Regions from separate parts of the Mus musculus genome. Here all the other regions are linked to region 2. Evidence: chromatin contacts called from public Hi-C data. All regions are on one chromosome and are shown on one strand. The core of a region is the stretch at or near the end of the contact, and the rest is flanking DNA. Distances in the headings are between cores, read along the strand shown. Region 1 has its middle 140 kb from the start of Pcsk1. Region 2 overlaps 1700037F03Rik (a long non-coding RNA gene). Region 3 has its middle 250 kb from the start of Pcsk1.

Region 1 (3,799 bases), core at 327-2,826, 430 kb after region 2:
GTCTCTTTTACTTTTAGATGTAGTTTCAGAAACTCTTGTTTAAAAAAAAGGTCTGATCCTTCTGTATGAGGAAGCTAGGATAATTACCCTGCTACAGAGGCAATTGAGCACCAGTTCCTTTGATTTCTTTTCTCCTTCACATCTTTCATCGTCTGCCTTTAGTTTTAGAAGATTTCATGTCTCCATTATTTTGTGCTAAGCTAACCTCAGCTTTTCCTGCCAAGACCAGGCTCTACAGTTCAACCTCCCTCTTGAAACATCAGCATCCCTCTGCTAGGGATTACTTTTAGTGGATTCACTTGAATTCAGTAACAAGAAATCTACTTCTGACCTACTCCCCTTATTCTCTGGACCCTATGTCTTCTTTTTTATTTTTCATATAAGCTTCATAAAGGACTAACCTATATGGAGCAAGACTATATTCACTGTTGGCAGCCTCTGCAATCTGCTTCTCTTGTTAGGTACCTGCACACTAGCTGTTGTGGACTTTGTGTTGCAGCTCATTTCTGGGGCATTTGCCTCTGTTGGTTGAGTTTCACTGCTCCACAGAGAATTCTGCTCTTGGTTTGTCTTGTTTGTTTCTGTCTTTTTTCACTGTGGCCTCCTCTGCTTCCCACCACTTGTGCTGGGTGGTCCAGCTGTCTGTTTCTTTCCTCCCAGTACTGGCAATCTTCTTGGATGAGCTTATCCACACTCAACATTTTAATTACTAACTTTGTGCCAATGACACTGTCTTTAGTACCTTACCGTCCCTCCCCTGATCTTCAGGCTCAACAATTCCATCACCTCCTAGGTACTTTTTCTCTGGATATTCTCCAGATGTTTGGCTCCATTTCTCAAAACGCACCTTCCTCCATTTTCTTCAATTTCTATTTGTCACTTTTTTTTCCCCTGTTATAAAATGTTAGAATTTCTCCCTCCTCCACTTCAGAAAACTGATTATTAAATCCTAGGACATGTCCATCTTTTCTGTCTCTCAGACTGATTCCATTCTTATTCTCCATACACTGTTAGAGCTGAGCATTCTCTGGCCTTGACCACCTCAACAACTGCCTCGCTGGACAGGGTTTCTGTAATTGCTCTGCTCTGTGCCCCTGCTCAAGAGCTTCTGGACCAAAACCACCTGTCTAAATCCACTCAGAATCCTACAGGGGAAACCCACTCCTTGTCTAGCATGCTCTAGCCCACTCTGAAAACACCAGCACCACTCAGCATGCCTCACTGACTGCAGTAATAATGCTCGCGGTAGTTTTCTACCACCACTCTGTTCTTTTCTTTCCTTGCTTCCTCTTTTCTCCAGTACACATGCTTTGCTATGAAGACTTAAGTTGGTCTTATGAATTTCAAGTAACTATTATAGTCTTCATGCTTGGGTCTGTAAAAAAGACAGGCTTCAGTTGAATAGTCACTTTAGTTGTTTTAATCCTCAATGCAGTCAGAAGGAGGACTGGGAATACAGTATTCCTGTGCCCCCCTGTGATTAAAAACTTGCCAAGGTGTGTAGATTTTCATACCAATGCGGCTCCAAACCCAGAAGCACTCGCCTGTTCTGAAGCACACACTGCCCTCCAGTGGAACTCCTTGGAAGGACACACCTGATCTGCCATGACGAGTGTTTCCAGTTATTTTTCCCCATCAAGCATGCTTTGAACAATGTCAAATTTTAATTCAAAATGATTTTATTTGACTAAAGAATATTTTTCAAGTCAAATCTAGTAGTGAAGGCTTTTAATTCCAGCTATCTGGGATGTAAAGGTGTGAGGACCTCAAGTTCAAGGCCAGCCTGAGAAAAACAGTGAGACCCTGTCAATGACTAAGTAAACATAAGAATCAGGCCATAGCTCAGCGATATGCCCCAATTCTTGCCTGGCATTTGGAAAGCTGGAAAATTTAAACCTGATGCTTAACAAACCCTACAACTAAAACTAGGCTGAAGCAAAAATAAAACTTACTTTGGAGCGTTTAAGAATTTGTTCTGTGAAGAGAGCAAACACAGTCACCCTGACAAGCTACTTCATCCAGTGCAACCCTTACTTAACACCAGTATATCCTTTTTTTGGTTTTCAACCACGGAAAGGATGATGGTAAAGGCAACTATAATCTCTATATATCTATATATAATACTGGTTAATATTATGTAAAGCTGTATTTTATGTAATTTATGGTTTTGCTACAGAGTGACTTTAGAGAATTCTCTAATATGATAGAGCAAGAGTAAATTATTAGAAAACTATTAAATAATATTAAATTATATTCATAGACACACTGGTAGAAGATGCCACAAAGCCACACAGCAACTGGGCATCAAGGTGTCTGAATTTCTGTAGATGCTAGCTGGCTGCTCTGAAATGCATGTAGCCACATCTGCACTTGGGGCTCATAATGTGTGCTTGTGCAGAGTGTCACATTAACATCTTGCTTGGCATATGCCCTTTTAGATGAAAGACACTGCTAAGATTAAAGCTGACCTGCTGTATTGGGCAAAGGGCAGCCTGGATGCAGGGACACTCTTCTTCTGTCCACTGTCTGTGACTTTAGAAGTCCTCAGGGCAGGATCAGAGAATGGAGAACTAAGAACATACTTCAGATGTCTTAGAAACCAATAAAACTGTTGCTTGACCTCTTCTTTCTTAAGTTGCCAAAGCCATGGGGAAAGCTCTTTTCCTTCCTCCCTCTGTCCCTCTCTTATTCTCTCTTCTTCCAGCATTACCACCACCACCACCACTTCTTCCTATACCTCCTCCTTCTCCTTCTCCTTCTCCTTCTCCATCTTGTTATTCTTTTGTCTTAGCTTCATCTACTCAGAATCACTTGTTAGAAGAACTTGAGGTAACTTTTTTTAAAAGGGAAAAGGATGGACAGATTTTACTTAGAGTGTCTTGTTCATCCCTATTTTTTCAAGCCTGAAATTTACAAAATAGAAGTTGTTCAACTGCTGCTGCTTACATAAATCTCAGGAAAAGCCAAGTATCAGACAGAAAGGTTAAAAGAGAAAAAAGAAAAAGAAATGAAAATAAAATCTACTTTTGGTCTGCTTTCGTGTTTTAAACACATATTTCAGGCCTCAGGTTCCAACACGCCAGGTCACGACTGTACTCCGTTTTGCATGGTTCCTTGTTTTATAACCTAACATTATGTTTCATCCCTTCCTGTTTTGCTTGTGCTCTGCTTCATTTATTATCCCTTCTTTCTTCATTTGAAATCCTTGTTTACTATGTTAGAGTTCCGTGGGGCGTGGAACTTACAGTATCAGTAACTCCCAAAGCCCAGAGAATATATAAACATAATAAAATGCCTGGACTTTGACTCTGGAAGAGAAACATGTGATCAACTACAACTTCCCTAAAGATAACTGCTCTGAAGTTTAGTTCACAGAAATTTAATGTTCCATAATATAAATGGCTCACCTGTTGCTTTTGATGAGTTCTAGCCCACTCTTCCTGGATGTGGACTCCTGGGAAGAGGGTCTTTGAGATAGCAGATGGCTCAGCCCAGAGGTGAGGTCATTGAAAGAACATGGTAACACTTTGTACTTGGAAGACTGCCTGACTATTTGTGCCTCAGAGCCTTGGATTCTGGTCCTTGCTTAGACCTTTGCACCTTGGCAAGCCCAATTTATCTTTCAGTCTTGAACTGAGTGCCACTGTCGTGGTAGCAATTCTGAGTGTCCGTCTATGGATTGGCCTATGGGTACAGTAACTATGCACAACAGCACCATAACTTGCTCTAGCTTGGAAATAAAAATGTTTATGAGGGAAAAGATGGCAACAAACATCTCTCTTAATACTGAATAAAGTAA
Region 2 (4,177 bases), core at 55-2,554:
CTAAAGAGGATGCTTCCATCAAATCCCTCCCCTCAGGGCTTGGAAAACACTGCAGAAGAAGGCACAGAAAGAGTATAAGAGCAAGAAGGGATGGAGGACACCAAGAGAACAGGCACTCTAAAGCAACATAACCAAAGCTCCTATGATTTCACCCAGACCGAGGAAGCATGTGCAGGGACTGTATAGGTAGGCTCGCAGCAGGTCCTTTTTGTAGGTATTATGTCTTCCAGTTTAGTGTTCTTATGAGACTCCTGAGTGTGTGAATGAGTAGGTCTTTGATTCTTGTGCCTTCTCTTGAAATCTTTTCCTTCTAGGTCTTTTTTAGTCAGTTTGTTTGTTTGTTTGTTTGTTTGTGTCCAATATGGTAGTTTAAAAAAATTTTAAAGTCCTATTTTTGTTTTATTATTATCCCTTAGAAGCATGCTTGCTTTCTGGAAACAGAAGGAAGGGAAGATGAGGAGGTACTATGAGGAGTAAAGGGAGGGGAAACGAATTTTTATGTGAATATTTTATGTGGGTAAAGAAATTTATTTCCAATTTAAGGAAATAAATCACAAAAATATAAAAATATAAGTACATAACAGCCAGTGTTTAGCACCACTGGCTATGAAGACGTCAGACCTTGAACTAGACTGATGTATTTGAGCATCTAGAAATTACCACTTGCCAGTTATATCCATGGACAGGTCACTCAATTTTCTTAGGTTTTGATTTTCTTAGCCGTCGATTATGGTCATAATTGTATCTTTTTCCTCAAGGTATGGCAGTATCAGGGCTTCCAGTGAGTAGTGATTGAGCTGTTATTCTTCCTCTAGCCACTTGCCACATGTAAGTGTTTAAATTATATTAGATATAGTAAAAATTGTTTCTCAAGTTTCACTTTACCTATTTTAAGTGTTTATTAGTCATTAATGTGGTGGCTAGAGGCTAGCAAAGTACACACTAGAGTGAAATCCAACAAATGTTTTTCTATCATAGAATGTTTCATGCCCTGGGAAACACTAGTCGCTTAGGTGTATACTTCAGTAAGATCCATGCATTCTCACAGAAAATTCATTTCAAACCCTGTTTGGGAAAATCTAGCACTTCTCAGCTTCTGCAAATAAACAGCGTATCTCTGGCTTGGGCAGAATTGTGAGGGAAATCCAGGAGTAAGGCTTAGTGTGTATACCTTTGTTTCTTGTCCCTTTAGATCCATAAATGAGCTTACCTGCAAGTAAACAGGCACAGGGTACAGCCAATCAATTGAGTACACTGATCTGGCTCCCCTTCCTGCCCCATTTCTGAGGTCACACTTACTGTTTTTGCTGTTTAGTAAGTTTGTTAAGGTAGAACATTAACTCCTCTGCCCTGTTTTTACTACCATTGGGACACTACTGTGAGGCTGCTGCTGTTCTTTCTCTCGTTGTGTGTGTGTGTGTGTGTGTGTGTGTGTGTGTGTGTGTGTTTGTGTGTGTGCCTGTGTGTGCATACCTGTTTGAGTGTATGTGCTTGTATATGTTTGTGTGTCTATGTGTGTGTCTATGTGTGTGATGGGAAGTGCAAGAGGATAAGACAAATATTAGAACACCCTGGCACTGATAGGAAAGTAAATATTAATGGGACGAGGAAGTCAGCACATTTTAAGACTTTATGTGTAATACTTATTCAAGGTATTTGATAGGTCTTCTAAAAAGCCTTTACTACCATTTTGGTCTTCCCATAGTTTATAAAAGCACAACGTTTGAAGCTCAAGCCATACACTAATATTGCTTTGATAAAGGACCTGGAATGGTTTTCTTAATCTTTCTAAGCCTCACTTTCTCCGTTTGAAAAAGTAGGATCAGTATTGGTCTCTATATCTCACAGGATTAATTAAAAAGTTTGTGTGTGTGTGTGTGTGTGCCCTTATAGTTCAGCCTACTACTGGGGAAATGCCATATGAATTTTAAAAAATTAAGATAAAGAAGTTTGGGGTGGTAGTGCAATTGGCACTTGGGAGGTGGAGGCAGAAGAATTAGGAGTTGAACTTGACTTGTGACTTCATAGTATTGGAGGCACATCTGTCACAAACAAACGGACAGACAAAAAAAAAAAAAAACCAACAACAACAACAACAACAAAAACAGATAAAAAAAAGGTCATTTTTTTACTGTCCGTTGACAATGTGATACTTTAACTAAATATTATGCATAATATGTGCACCTTTCTAAGAGGAGTTTAAAGTGTATTTTAAAATCCAATGTTCTTATCCTTTTGCCTATCTTTTAGAATAAATAGTTACTGTGTTCCATAAACACTCTACTGTGCTACTTACGGTACCTGTTTAGTTAAGCACAGGCCTAGCAGCTGGGGATATGTCAAAGTCTGAAGAGCAAGGGGAGTGCTGCTTAGAGTAACTGTGTGTGAAAAATCGCTCAGAGAATTATTAAGCAGTGTCAAAAAGAAGCCTGTTAGAGATTCTTTAAGTAATGAGGCCATAACCTGCCTCTCAAATTTATTTTGTATCCTAGAAGGATGCTTTTTATTTTTTTCCAGCAAAGCTACATTATTGGTTTTTAATACTAAAATGTGGCATATCTTTGGGATTTTAAATTATTTACATATTTCACACTATTTTGTAATGCTCTGAGACTGTGCAGTACTAATGCACTGAAAATCAGCTGCCAGGGAGTTGTCGTTGTTATCACTTATTTTGAGTCAGAAAGCTGTGCTGGTTCATACAGCTGTTTTCCCAGCTGAAATAATAGAGCAGGTTGGTGATGTTTGAACACCGTTAATTGCTGAATGTTCTTAAACTAGTAAATAGGTCTGATTAACTGGAGGCTAAACACTAACCCAAACAAACCAGACCATGTTTGATAAGATAAACATTCCATTAACCTTAAACCTTCCCTTCAGATAACTTTTCAGTGGTATGAAATGTTAACATAAAAATATTTTATTTTCCATTCAGGCAAATATTTGGAAAAACTGGTATATGAAGAAGGAAAGCCTCAGTAGATCAGTATCAGCGATACTCCGCCAATACCATTATTCTTTGAGAGTTAACAAAGAGAAGTTTATCTTGGAAACTCCTGATTTACAATTCATCCTATAACCCTGTCATTTCTGTTTGGGAAATTACAAATGAAAAATAACAATTTAACTAAGGAACAATAAGCTTTTCATAAATACAGTGTAATTTGGGTTCTTTATGAAGCATTTTAAATCTCAAGGCTAGAGAATGTTGTAGAATACATTTTATTTGTACTCATGCTTTCAAATAATAATTGGAAATATAGCTAAACATTTCCTTCATTGTCCAGGTTCCAGAACATTCATGTTAAAGTTAAGTTTGAGATTATATTTTAAATTAAAAATTGATGCTACGAACCATGCTTATTCTTTTATACTGGAAACAGAGGCAGGGAAACAAGAGTGTCCAGAATATAGTGCAATGCCCCACCTGGAAATGTCAGGTTTAGAGTACAGCCAGCTTGACTTTTGAGCTTAAACAAATGTTTTAAACTGTTTGTGTTGTATTGATAAAGAAAGTTCCTTATTAATATACAGTGATAAGCTAGTTTTCTAAAGTTCTTTCTGGCCAAAAAATTCAATGTGCTTAATTCTTAAAATTTTGTTAAAACTGACATTCTTGACTCACTATTGGAAAAAGCAAGTGTGAAAATCAAAAACCTCTGTAAGTATGACAAGCCACCATGGCGGATTCAGATACATTATCTTCCAGACTTTGGGTTTATGCTTTATAAAAGTTAAAGTTGAGAGTTGATGGGATCATTCTATGGAGAAAGGAGCTTGCAGAAAAGCCTGATGACCTACTTGCTAACCTTGGGACCCACATGGTGGAGAGGAGAGAACTGACTTCCAAAAGAAGTCTTCTGACTTCAATACAAATGCTATGACATGTGTACTCTCACATATATATACACAAATACACATACACACATAAATAAATGTGTTCCCTTCCCCAAGCATTGAGCGGGCTAGTTCAGCCCATGTTTTGCCACAGTCCGCTAGCCTACCTAGGGTGGAGTCTTCTGACCTAGGTGAAGTCTATCGTCCTGCCACATCTTCAGCTTCCTGCAATAAGCCACTACCTGTTGAGCAGCTGAGCTTGTTTTCCTGACGAGACCCTGTCAAAGCTGGGGATGGGTTCCCCCCTTTAAATTTTAGACCTTAGAAGTAAACATTGAGC
Region 3 (3,848 bases), core at 1,321-3,820, 310 kb after region 2:
GCTGTGGCTCTACCCAATGTTCATCTTGGCAACTCCTCCCTGGAATCATTTCCTGTAGGGACATTTTTAGAAACCAAAATAACAGCATTTACAATGTAACAGCTAAATATTCCCATGGAGTATTCTAGTAAAGCAAGGGTCTTTGCATGGTACCTTTTGACACTGTGTATCCAGACAGGACTGGCTGTTAGCTGCTCTTGGCTAACCAATAGATAGTTTGACACACTCTGCTGTCACTCTGCAGTTACATCTGGCATACAATGCTGGCAACATTCTGGCTTCCAAAGGTGCTGTCATGTAGTGTTTTGTTTTAATTTCTGGACACATATTTATTCAGTAAGAGATTTTAGTAATAAAGGGCAGCTGTGCAATCTTCTGAAAAAAAACGAAGGAGAGGTATATTGTAATCTCACATGGGATTATGAGATTTCACAAATAAAAGTGCCAGTTGGAAAAAGTCAGTACATTTTTTAATTCTTCGAAATTTTTAAGGAAGATAATTTTAGTAGAATTATTTACTTAGCCATTTATGTTTTATTTTTCTGATTTAAATTTAGTGTAGTGTAAACTCAGAGAGGTACTAGCAAAATGTCTGAGAGTCAATGTCCTTCAACCACATGGCTAAACCTCAGAAATAGAAGGCCCCTCATCAAAGTTAAATTGAATGACTCAATGACTAGACAACTCAGGGGAGAGGTGAAACTGGTCACTTTAGAAATTAAACATTATAGATGGAGGAACCTTGTTTTGTTATTAGAGGGGAAATATGCCATCAGAGGAACTTTGACTCAATATACAAACTTTTCTAATAAAGTATCAGTTAGCTTATCACGTTTTCACTAATTCTTATTTTCAAATATTACCTATCAGCTTTCAGCTGTCTGAGAGATCTATTGATACAGTGCTCATAGTTGAGAGACAAACACATAGAGCTCATCTCACCTCCCTTGTATGTGTCCCTTTACAGAACTGGGTACGCCAGAGGTCACTTTCAAGTGGCTATACAACTAGGTTTTGATGAATTTATATGGGAAGTCTGCTGGATCTCCTCGCTCTTAAGAAGGAAAAGTAGAGCTTGGTAGAATTACCAATCTATCTATCTATCTATCTATCTATCTATCTATCTATCTATCTATCTATTTTCTTCACTGATTTTTACATATTTGAATGGAAATATGAAGATTAGTTGATATCTTGAAACAATGAGGTAGCAAGACACAGGACTGAGAAGGGAAAACAGTAGGAAAAACGAGATTGGTTTATTCATGACTACAACATCCATGATATCAAATCTAGAACATCCTGCCTCTGGAGTTCCTCTTAATAATGAAGAAGTAGCTATTTTAAGTAATATAATGTTCAGCAAATTTTATATGTCATGCTTACAAAGTTAATTATAGCCCATGACTTCAAATTTACCCAGCATGTTCATTTAAGAACAAGTAGATAAAATTACATCAAAAGGAAATTCATTGCCATCTTCTGGCATCTTTAGACATTTGCACACATGAACATACTTTCACACATGCACATGTACATGTACATACACATTTACACAGAAATAAAAATAAACCAAGTCTCATATTTAGAAAAAATTAAGAATCAAATAATAATACCTCAAAATACATGAACTAAATCTTCAAAAACTATTTAGAAATTTAAGTTTTATTCTGGATTTACCAACTCCGTTTGCATAATGAAAGCTTCACTCGATTCCTTGTCTTTGCTTTGAAACAATCGTTTTATTGTACCATAAAATCTAGGGTTGAAAAGATATACAATTAGGCTTTAAAAAAAGATCTATCAAATCATTTATTTGTGAATTGAAGAAGTCCGTTCAGGACCTTTGGAAAATTCCACCAGACGCCTCCTCTCCTGGAAGAGAAAGTTCATGTAGCACTTAGGTACCCCTCCCCTCCAGAAGGGAAAGGGTAATTACCTTCCTCAGATAACAGGGGGTGGAGGGCACTGATCTTTGGCCACTTGTGTGTATGGGGGGGGGGGGGGTAAGGGCAGAGCGTGTACACACATTGTGGACTGACTGTTGGCCACCTACAGACAAGTGAAGTCCTTGCCACCTCATTCCCTAAACCAATCAGTTTAAAAGTCACACTGTTCTGCCAATCACGTTGTGCCTAATGGTTGCTGCTCTGAAAACTATAAAAACTTGCTGAATGGGCTGAGTGGGGTTGTTCTCTCTCTCTCCTTCCTGTGCAGGATGACCACAGCATGCTGGAACAATAAAATTTGTCTTGCTTTTGCATCCATCCCTGGCTGAGTTGTTTACTCAGGGGGTCTCTGGTAAGTTAAGGCTCCTCAGAGTTTTACAGAATGAGCTTCCAAAAATTCTATAAGGAACACAGCTGATGATTCCCATATACCATAGAGACAAGCGAATATGAACACAAGTCAAATAACATTTTCAGAATCACTTCTCGTTCGTTATTTAAGGGATGCTGCAAAAAGGCATTTTCCACATTTATCCTTCAATCTGTTTTACATCAGGACATCACGTGGCTATTGTGTGGCTGTCCCCAAGCTTGCTTGGTTTAGTGTTGCAATGCCATGGAGTAATGATTAATATTGACTGTGAGCTTGACAGAACCTAGAATCACTGAAGAGATAAGACTCGGCATATCTGTGAGGGGTTCTTTAGATCATATTAATTTAAGTGAGAAGACCTACCCCGAGTGTGAGTAGTATCCACAAGCTGAGGGCCTAGATGAAATAAAACAGAACTCTAGTGGGGCGTGAACAGTCTTCATTCTGTGTTCTGACTGCAGATGCAATGGTATCACCAGAACTATCAATGAACTGCACAGTGGAACTGTGAGCCAAATCAAGCCCTCAGGTTGTTTAGTCAAGGTGTTTTATCACAACCTGAGACACATAACTGCTGCTAATGGCTTAGCTTGGGAAGGAGATAGGATTTTCATGACAATGGCAGCAGTATAAACAAAGCAAAGCTTGAGGGAAGCAGGAGAGGTAAATGTCAGACAGTGTTCCCTTCCCTTCCTACATTGGTAAACACTGCAGTTCTGGTGGTGGACTGCTTTATAAAATGAGTAGGTTCTGTTGTTGCACAGGGTCTGAAATTTATTGAGTGAATAGTTTATTGCATTAAATTGTTCATAGTAAACATTTTATATGTGGTTATAGTGTTTTGAAAGGAGGGAAAAATAGGTCAGTACTCAGAGCCCCAGTTTTCACTCAGGAAAATTGAATTGGGAGACTTTTCTTATTCATAAAATGTGGAAGCTGAAAGGGAAAACAGGGTTTCAAATATCTGTGGTAATATTTAATAATTTTTTTCTTGTGAAGTTCCTTTGATTGGATTTCAATAGTCTTTTTAAAATCTCTGTTAAACCTTTGTTTTCAAATGTCCTATTAAATGATACTCCTTTTTAATCTCTTATGTGTTTATAAAAAGATTTTAAAAAAAGGGTACGTTCTATGGAGGTGTGATGAGGTATGGGGGAAGGGGGAACCTCAGTGGGCCCATGCTGAGGTATCCCTTCCCCCGAAGGGACCAGCCACATGACAGTGTACTATAGAATAGAGTTTATTAAGGGCATGGGCAGGGGAGTTAAGAGGTAGTAAAGGCAGAGAGAGAGAGAGAGAGAGAGAGAGAGAGAGAGAGAGAGAGGGAGGGAGAGGGAGAGGGAGAGGGAGAGGGAGAGGGAGAGGGAGAGGGAGAGGGAGAGGGAGAGGGAGAGGGAGAGGGAGAGGGAGAGGGAGAGGGAGAGGGAGAGGGAGAGGGAGAGGGAGAGGGAGAGGGAGAGGGAGAGGGAGAGGGAGAGGGAGAGGGAGAGGGAGAGGGAGAGGGAGAGGGAGAGGGAGAGGGAGAG

What was found. A called contact is a pair of places that touch in the nucleus more often than the background predicts.
Region 1: a Hi-C map of liver shows a contact between it and region 2, with 6 times the contacts expected there. The contact joins two enhancer-like sites. A contact is called at or near these places in 4 of 39 promoter capture datasets (the C10 cell line, cranial neural crest, frontonasal cranial neural crest and 1 more), 1 of 15 datasets of contacts at CTCF or cohesin (pro-B cells), 7 of 484 Hi-C or Micro-C datasets (bone marrow-derived macrophages, embryonic stem cells, liver and 1 more) and 3 of 115 datasets of contacts at active chromatin or transcription factors (kidney, large pre-B cells and liver).
Region 3: a contact with region 2 is called in a Hi-C map of liver, with 4 times the contacts expected there. The contact joins two enhancer-like sites. A contact is called at or near these places in 2 of 39 promoter capture datasets (the HPC-7 cell line and cranial neural crest) and 1 of 484 Hi-C or Micro-C datasets (liver).

What each region holds. Positions count from the first base shown.
Region 1 is chr13:75,225,563-75,229,361 of GRCm38.p6, reverse strand. No RefSeq gene overlaps it. Among named protein-coding and RNA genes, the nearest start is that of Pcsk1, 140 kb to the right of the region's middle. Within about 2 kb of position 1,576, at least 38 of the 459 cell types and tissues checked have an H3K27ac peak or open chromatin away from gene starts, as enhancers often do. A contact at or near this core is called in liver, where this site is marked.
Region 2 is chr13:75,650,293-75,654,469 of GRCm38.p6, reverse strand. It overlaps 1700037F03Rik (a long non-coding RNA gene), which reads left to right. Exons shown (of 3, transcript XR_873683.1): 3 at 759-817. Among named protein-coding and RNA genes, the nearest start is that of Mir682, 7.3 kb to the right of the region's middle. Within about 2 kb of position 1,304, at least 5 of the 459 cell types and tissues checked have an H3K27ac peak or open chromatin away from gene starts, as enhancers often do. A contact at or near this core is called in liver, where this site is marked.
Region 3 is chr13:75,342,328-75,346,175 of GRCm38.p6, reverse strand. No RefSeq gene overlaps it. Among named protein-coding and RNA genes, the nearest start is that of Pcsk1, 250 kb to the right of the region's middle. Within about 2 kb of position 2,570, at least 5 of the 459 cell types and tissues checked have an H3K27ac peak or open chromatin away from gene starts, as enhancers often do. A contact at or near this core is called in liver, where this site is marked.